Regions from separate parts of the Sus scrofa genome. Here regions 1 and 2 are each linked to region 3. Evidence: chromatin contacts called from public HiChIP or PLAC-seq and promoter capture Hi-C data. All regions are on one chromosome and are shown on one strand. Each heading gives the region's core, a stretch centred on a gene start, on an enhancer-like site or on the middle of the called end of the contact. The rest is flanking DNA. Distances are from core to core; before and after follow the strand shown.

What was found. Promoter capture Hi-C pulls out the DNA fragments that hold promoters and counts their contacts. HiChIP or PLAC-seq counts read pairs in DNA pulled down with a chosen protein or histone mark.
Region 1: a promoter capture Hi-C map of liver shows a contact between it and region 3, with 5 times the contacts expected there. The contact joins the promoter of CNOT9 here to the promoter of ABCB6 in region 3. A contact is called at or near these places in 1 of 5 promoter capture datasets (liver) and 1 of 2 datasets of contacts at active chromatin or transcription factors (alveolar macrophages).
Region 2: an H3K27ac HiChIP or PLAC-seq map of alveolar macrophages shows a contact between it and region 3. The contact joins the promoter of ARPC2 here to the promoter of ABCB6 in region 3. A contact is called at or near these places in 1 of 5 promoter capture datasets (liver) and 1 of 2 datasets of contacts at active chromatin or transcription factors (alveolar macrophages).

Annotation. Positions count from the first base shown.
Region 1 is chr15:120,588,998-120,591,697 of Sscrofa11.1, forward strand. CNOT9 (cell differentiation protein RCD1 homolog) reads left to right here and starts at 1,357. Exons shown (of 9, transcript XM_001925220.5): 1 at 1,357-1,779. The coding sequence starts at 1,756. It overlaps USP37 (ubiquitin carboxyl-terminal hydrolase 37), which reads right to left and starts at 1,233. Exons shown (of 24, transcript XM_003133658.6): 1 at 976-1,233.
Region 2 is chr15:120,295,808-120,298,507 of Sscrofa11.1, forward strand. ARPC2 (actin related protein 2/3 complex subunit 2) reads left to right here and starts at 1,315. Exons shown (of 11, transcript NM_001190239.1): 1 at 1,315-1,373; 2 at 1,587-1,668. The coding sequence starts at 1,595.
Region 3 is chr15:121,253,024-121,255,723 of Sscrofa11.1, forward strand. ABCB6 (ATP-binding cassette sub-family B member 6, mitochondrial) reads right to left here and starts at 1,327. Exons shown (of 20, transcript XM_005672225.3): 1 at 1,197-1,327; 2 at 446-1,025; 3 at 1-118. The coding sequence starts at 991. It overlaps ATG9A (autophagy related 9A), which reads right to left. Exons shown (of 14, transcript NM_001190275.1): 14 at 1,332-1,433. The coding sequence ends at 1,332.

The DNA.
Region 1 (2,700 bases), core at 107-2,606, 660 kb before region 3:
GGAATTCAACACTACTGATAACTTCTTTCACCTTTTCTACAAAACTTGTACTCCTCTATCCAGCTACGAAATGCCAAGAATTCCTCAGTGCCCCATCCGAGGTCCCCTTCCTTTCTAGCACTGTACTCTTTTTAGGCAATTTCATCCACAACCAGAGCTTCAATTACTTTCAACATAACAGATATATACATATAGATATAGATATATATACATGCACGCACAGACCTGTATATAGTTATATACACACACATCTGCCTATATATCCACTCAGAACTCTATTCTGAGCGCAAACCCAGTATAATCAACTGCCTACTTGACATCCTCTGATAGCTTTTCCAGTTAGACATGTCGGATAGTGCCTCCACAAAATAGGCATTTACACAGAAACTACATTTTGAAAGGATTATAAAATTACTCCAGGCCAACTCTCCAGAAAGAGGATTTTGTCATCAATTATCTTTTCGTGTCATGACCTACAACGGGTAAACCTGACAATCTGATCCGATGGCTAAAGATGGGGAACAACCAACCAAAACCACGACAAAAATACAATTCATGCTTTTTAGTTAAGAGATGGTTAAGGGAGAGAAGATGAAGAATGGTCAATAGAATGAAACAGTATCATGTCCCAAGGCCTGATGGACGTGCGGCAACGGAAGTCACCTTAAGTGATAGCAGGCCTCGCTAAGGGGGGCGCAGCGGAGGACAGCCCCCAGCAAAAAGGAGCCAGGTTTGAGTTGCGGGGGGGAGCGAGTGACAGTAAAAGACCAGGTCAAAGGAGGGGGAAAGCCTGGGGGAAGACCCAAGTAGAGTACCTGTGAGGCCAGAGGGGGCGTCGCGGGGATGGGGGCGGGCTGAGCAGCAGCCGGACGAACTCCAGAGGAGTGAACGCCGAGTGGGCGGACCGCAAGGGGCGGGGGGTGGGGGGGCCAGGGTAAAACGGCTCTGTGGAGACGCTCGCCGGGCCCGCCTTACCTGTGCCCGCGAGTCCGGAGCGCCGGACAGGCCTGCCGGAAGCACGGAGTCCAAGCGGAGGGGGAGGAGCTGGGGGTAAGGAAGGAAGGGACACCAAACACGAAAGAGAGGGGCCGCTCACTCCCCCAGTCAGGGAGAGCGGCTGATGGCGGGAACTGTGACCACACGCAAACACGCACGCACGCACGCACACTCGACGCGACCAGACGAGGTGCGTGCGCGAAAGCCTGGAAACTCCGCCCCTCCTACGCCCTCGCCCCGCCCCAGCACCGAGGGAAATCTCGCAGAGGTAGCCCCGCCCCTGTACTGATCGTAGTACGCACGCGCACTATCCATCTCACGCACTTTGCACCGCCCACCATTTCCCTCCGCGTCAGCCCTGTTGGGCATGCGCACTACTTGTCCCCTCCAGACTGCCGGGTTTTTCCCGCCCTTTACTGGCCTCTGGAGGAGGCTCAGAGTTCACGCCCCTCTATGGGGATACCTGCTCCGAGCCGGGGAATGCGAGGACTAGTAGGTGGCAGACGTCCTTCTGGTCCTGAATCTTAAGGGACAAAGGATAAACTCTAGGACTGTTAACTCTTTGGAGAGCTGAGAGGCGGGAAGAGGTAGTGTGGGAGGGGTCAGAGGTGAAAGGTCAGAGGGCTGCGAAGGGGGCGGAGCGAGCCGGAGGCGGATGGCGGCTGCGGCGGCTCATCATCTTTGGCGGCAGAGGCGCTGAAGCTGGGACGCGAGTCCGGCGCGTCCGGCAGTTGGAGGAGAGCGGCGGCCGCTCCCAACATGCACAGTCTGGCGACGGCTGCGGTAAGTGCCCGGGCCGCCAGGCCTGGGGCCCAGAAGCCTTCCTTAACCCCGCGTTTCGGCCTTCTTTTCCAGCTCCCTGTCTCGGTCCGGGAGTCCTGCTCCTCCTGCCCTCAACCCGCGAGGCCCGGGCCTCCCTCCTCGCCGCGCTTGGCTGTGGCGGAGCAGGCCCCCGCTTTCCTCGCCGGCCGGCTCTCGCGGCCTCTGGCGTGCCGCGTAGTGCGTTCTTTTCAGGCCCCGGGGCCTGGTCCCGCGGCCAGAGCGCCTCCTTCGCAGCCCCGACCCGCCATTCATTGATTCATTTGCTTGACCAACAGTTTCAGGGCGTCAGTTGCGTGCTTGGCGTCGGCGGAGCGAGGGGAGTTCCGCAGTTTGTCTGACATGACCCATGCTGTCGAAACTCCCAGCCTAGGCACATCGCGGCGGGGAGGAAATGGCTTTTAGCTCATGCCACTTGCTTTACAGATGCAAAATCCGAGACCCGGAGAAGTGAACAGTTACTACGTTTGACTTTCGATTCTCTGAGATTACAACCTTTTTTCACATCTCGTTTTACCAGCGTGATCTTTCACCAAGAAAAACAGTGTAAATCAACCTGCCTGAAGTAATCCTATGGCTTCCCATTGCATTGAGATAATATCCAGACTCCTTGCCTCGGCCTACAAGGTCCTCCCTGAACGTTATGTTCCTGACCCTCGTTTTCAGTCTCTTGTCACTGCTCCGCAGGCTCCAGCTACACTGGCCTCAGTTCCATCTTTTCTCCCTATGCTTTTACACTCCAGCTTGCACCTTCTGATCTCTATTCCTAGAATGCTCTCTCTCTCACACACACACATACTCACACACAGACACTCCCCCACCTCCTTCCTTTGCTATAGATGTCGGCTTCTCTTCCTCAGGTCTCTATCTCAGTCTCCTTGCCTG
Region 2 (2,700 bases), core at 65-2,564, 960 kb before region 3:
ATGGCGTAGGAGGGCGGCTGTAGCTCCGATTGGACCCCTAGCCTGGGAACCTCCATAAGCAGCAGGTGTGGCCCTAAAAATCAAGAAAAAAAAGAAAGAAAGAAAGAAAAAAGAAGAAGAAAAAGAGGAATGAAGGAAAGCAGAAAGGAAGCTCTATAGAAGGTCTCTACTAAGTGGATGGAAAATATGACTTGAGTCTTCTGAATTGGAAAAGAAAGCAGGAGCACCCCTAAACAGAAAAAAAGAGAGTTAGCAAATAATTTGGGGGTATTTGCAATGTCTTGAAGTTTATCCATGTCCAGTAAATAAATTCATTTTGAAGAGCTGTCTGGGCCTGATGACAAGAGCTAGTTTTTGTCAATTTTTGCCTCCCTGATACTTTCTTAAGAACACTTAGCAGAAAATAAATCAATACTCCTAAAAAGAGCTCAGCTAAATTTGTTAGATTCTCCCTGGAGAAGGAAAAGTACAAAACCAGGCACACAGGCAGACGCAACACAAAAATGAGTTCATTTTCCTCACACAGATGAGTAAAAAATTATGTCTCTGGCAGAGGTGCTGGGAGGTAAGGCAGAAAAAAATCACGTTTGGGGCACCTAGAGGCATCTCCAGGCACAGAAAGGGAGACAAGAGAGGAACCCAGGGAGGCTTATTCACTTTGGTGACGTCTCATTCCTTTCCTTCTTTGCTCTTTTAACCGATTTGTAGTTACATATCTGAAAGTTTGTTGTCTGTTTCCTTTGCCAGACTATAAGCTCCACGAGGGCGGAACCTCATCTGTTTCAGGCGTCACTGTATCCCCAGCACAGAACAGGAGCCCACTTAACATTTGCTGAGCAAATTAAGGCACGATGGTGCCACTGGACAGCCATTAGTGTGGCATGAGGAAGGATCACACCGACCACAAAGTGAGAGTAAAGACGCCGACTAGGAAATGAAAACAGTGAGCTTCTTGTCAGAAATAACAGGACCTCGTGCGTAGAAGTAAACTCTTCGGGAGTGCAGGATGCAAGCGCTGGACCGCGAGGCAGGCCTCGAGGAATGACAGCTAGCCGGGAGACACACTTTCAACAGCGGGCCGAGGGCGGGGCTGTGGGAAAGTGGAGAGTCGCGGCATCGCGCGTGCGCACGCGCGGCCTCCGCCCCTTCACCTGGTGCGCCTGCGTGCGCGCGCACGAGGGGTCGGAGCGGAAATGGCGCCGCGGGGCCTCGGGGCCGCGCGTCCGGGCGGCGAGCGGAAGTGGGTGTGAGAGCGGAAGTGGCCGGCTGGAGCCGGGGGCTGGGCGGGGACCGAGCTTGTCGGTGAGGCGGCAGCGGCGGCGGCGGCGGCGGCGGCGGCGGCTCGGCAGGCGGGTTCAGGCTTCGGGGGCCAGGTCGGTCGGGTGGGTGGGTGTCTCCACAGTCAGTGCGTGCGCGGGCTAGCACGCGCGTCTTCCCCTTTCCCCCACCCTGGTCCCTTTCCCCTTCTCCCCTAACCTTCCCCACCCAGCCCCCCTCCTCAGGGGGCAGCAGGGCCGCTCCCTCCGTCCTTTCCTCCCTTACCCACCCTCACCCGCCCTTGTTTCTCCTTCCCCTGTCCGGGGCAGCCGCCGCCATGATCCTGCTGGAGGTGAACAACCGCATCATCGAGGAGACGCTCGCGCTCAAGTTCGAGAACGCGGCCGCCGGGTGAGCGCGCGCCTAGGGCCGGTGGGTGGCGGGGGAGGCAAAGTTGACCCCTGCCAATCGTTCAGACCGTCATACGTGGAGTAGGGAGGTGGGAGACCTGGCCGGGTGCAGGGACTGCCCCGGCGGGGTAGACATGGGAGGTGGTTGGGCGCGGCGGGGTGAGGGGCAGAGATGCGTGGGGAGAGGCTCAGAGGAAGGATGCGGAAGCAGTGAGTGGACAGGAGTGCGCGTGCCAAAGAGACCTGTGGGACGTGAGGGTAGCTTGGACCGGAACTCTCGCTGGAGGATCCCATTGCCCTCTGGAGCGAGCAGGGGACCGCTTCCCACCGTATTCTCCCGTCATTGTTCAGAACCCGGAGAGAGCCCATTGGGGATTGGGTTGGAAGGAGTTTTCAGGGATTCCCAGGACTGGAAGAGTGAAGAAGATGTACCCAGAAGAGGCGCAGATCACCACCAGCCTTCTCGCTCCCCACCCCCACCTCCTCGTCTAAAGGAGCCAGAGGGAAAGCTGAAGGCAGGCCCAGTCTTGCAGCCGGAAAACCCGATCTCTCTAGTTTTCCTTCACCGAACCCTTCTGTAACAGACACTGCCTATTTTGTCACATTTCGCAAGCAAAGTTAATACCCCCCCCATCCACACCCCTTCCTTATCACTCCTCTGAGGTTCTATTCTCCTTTCTCCACCCAGTATCCTCTATCTGGTTGTTTATCTTTTTAAGTTCTTGTATCATACCCCTGGCCTGTGATTTCTTCTGTAGTAATTCTGGCCCAGATAACACACTGAAATGCCTTCAGAGCCTGTAACGTTCTTAGATAAACCTGTTTTTAACCATTGGCCCTTTTAAAAATGGGCTTTAGGAGATGTTTCTAAGGCAGCCGTCTCTGTCAAACGCAGAACCAGTAGAAAGACGACCTCCCCCCAAGTTGTTCGCTTGTCTGATACAATATTTAAAACATGAACCAAGGAATTGGTTTTAGCTCCTAATTTTGGATGGCCTGCGGCCAGTCTCTTTGCCTCATTTCCCCATCCCTT
Region 3 (2,700 bases), core at 77-2,576:
GATCCTCTTCATTGACCCGCAAGGCGTAAGAGTGGGGACGAAGCCCAGGGGCCCAGAGTCCCAGGACAAAAAGCCCTCCAGACACCACATACCGCAGCACCCACAGGCTAAACTGAACCTACAATTAAACGCATGGGGAGAATATCAAGTAAGGCCAAAATCCTATTGTTACTACTTATACCAGGGCTGGGGACTGGTGTAGGGCACACACCCAGGTCCTCCTCAGGGCCCCAGCATCTAGTAGGCTTTAAAAAAAATCCACAGTGACTCAGCACAGCCACTCCCCACCAGCTGGCTATCAGCTCCCAGCACCCAGCAGGGAGGGCGGGCCCCTCCTTTCTTCCCTTAGAGGCATTGGAAGCCTGGAGCCAGTGTGACCAGAATTGTGGTCCTTCTTCCCCGCCCCTGCTAGCCATGCCTCCCCTACCACCACAAGGTCCCTCACCTGCTGGCTCAAGTTCTCCCTTGCCCACCACCACTGTGGGCTGTTCCAAGACACCAGGGCCAAGTTTTCAGCTGCAAAAGCCACTGTCCAGAGGAGCAGGAGACCCGGGCTGTGCGTGAACTTGATCCAGACGCCCATCGCCAGCTTCTGCCGTGCCTGGTTCCGCTCAGTCACAAGCAGCCCCAGGCCACAGGCGCTGGCCACAGTTCCCAATACAGTAGCCAGCAACAGGTAGCCGGGCAGTGGGGCATCCTGGGCAGTGCCCACCCGGCCAATGAGGCCGGCTAGGGGCAGCGCCACCTGAAGTGTGGCCAGAAGCAGCTGCAGCACGTAGGGAGCGACACGAGGACCGGCCGCCCAGGACACCGCATCGGCGCCATCAGGCCTCTCCGGACGCTTGCAGGGAAGAACCGGCACCAAGGCCAGAGCCCCCAGGCCCATCAGCATTGAGGGCACAAGCGTGAAGAAGAAGCAGGGGCTGAGGCCTTTCACCCAGACCGGACCCGCGGGTCCTTCGGCCTCGCAGTAGTTACCCACAGTCACCATGGTAATGCGTGGCCTCCGGCAGGGGCTGCGGGGACTAAGGGACAGGAGAACCGGATCGGCCGCTGGGGGCTGGGAGCGGAATCCCGGGTATCTCGGGTCATAGAGCCTCCCGGCGCTAAGCTGCTGGGGTCGCAGGGTAGGGACGCACGTGGACCCGGCCACACCACCCACTCAGGTCGCGCACGCGCCGCCGCCACGCACTCACGCCGGGCACGTACGCCGTCGCAGCCGTCTGCCCCTCGCTCGCGGCAGGGACCCTCGGGTCAAGTGCCGGCCTGCAGGAACGTTCGGCGCTCCACTCCAGCCGCTCTCTTCAGCGGCAGCCCCGCCCTCCCAGCCCCTACTCAGGGTCCCCATTGGCCGAGTGTCCCCGAAGGGGCGGGGGAAAATGGTGCATGCCAGGGAAGGCAAAATAGACGGGCGGAGTCGGCATGGTCACGTGCTCAGGGCGGGAAATCTGACCGCACGTCCTGCCGGAGTCCTTGACCTCCACCGAACCGTGGATTAGAAGCTGCTCTCCTGCTCTCCGACTAGGTCGGTATATCCAAGCGACCGCATAGGCCCGCTTTCCTGCAGGGCCGACCTGGCCCCCCCGCCACCTGGGTGAGCCACACACACCCTATGCCCATTGTCCCCAGAACCCTAGCCGGGCGGACGAGACAACAATACGCGACCAGGTCAAAGTCCCTTCTTTATTAAGGGTTGTCAAGCTATACACGGTCCCCACCCCGTTCCACCGTGAATTTAGACAGCGTAGTTCACCGCTCACTCGCAGTGGACGGAGCTGGGTGAAGGGTGAGGCGGACTTCACAAGGAGCTGGGTCCCAGCATGCAATGCGGCAGCCCAAAGCCCTGGGCGAAGCAGTCCTGTCGCCCTCCATCCCCCTCTAGGGGACAGCGGGATGCAGGCCACAGCTCTCGTCCTGGGAGATAACCAAGGGCATACTCCAGCCCTGTCCGTCCCATGTGCAGGTGGTGGGGAGGTACCATAAGCAGCAGGGGGGCCAGGAAGGCCTCTGTCCCCCCCCCCCCAGGGGTCCATCCTAACATTGGAGAGGGCAGCAAAGAATTTCCATCCCGCTCCTGCAATTTCGTAAACCTTCCTTCTTAGTGTCAAAAGATAGCGTGACGGGAGCTGGGAGTGAGAGCCTCCACACCAACGCAAAGCAAAAGCTTAACAGAAGGGGAGCGAGCCAACAGAACGAGAACAAGCAGGAACAAGCGGCACACATGCCAGTGATGTGCGGGAAGCAGGGGAGAGGTGAGCAGGCTGCAGCACTGGGAGAGAACTGGGGGTGAGGTAAGGGCCACAGCCTGAGCTGCTCGTCTGTTCAGGGTAGGGGAAGAGAGGCTATAGAGGTCGAGGGTCCAGGCCCAACCTCCTCCCCACTCCACAGTTGGCACGTGTTCTCCCTGCTTGGCAGCTTCTGTGGTGGGCAGTCCTCTGGAGATCTGCAAGGGTGGGTGCAAAGGTGGCAGTACTGGGGCTGGGCTGGGGACCAGTTTCTAGCACCACACTCTGAGCCAAGGGGGGTCCTGGGGATGAGGCTAGAGTCCTGTGCGCCCTGATTCCTAGGCCCCCAATCTCTCGGCGAGCCCAGTGTTGGCACCTCCCTTGGCCAGGCACGGACACACAAACACCACACGCGTGGAGCCAGGCAACACTCTGAGGAGCCCTCCATGGCGGGCAGATGGGATGGCAGGGCAAC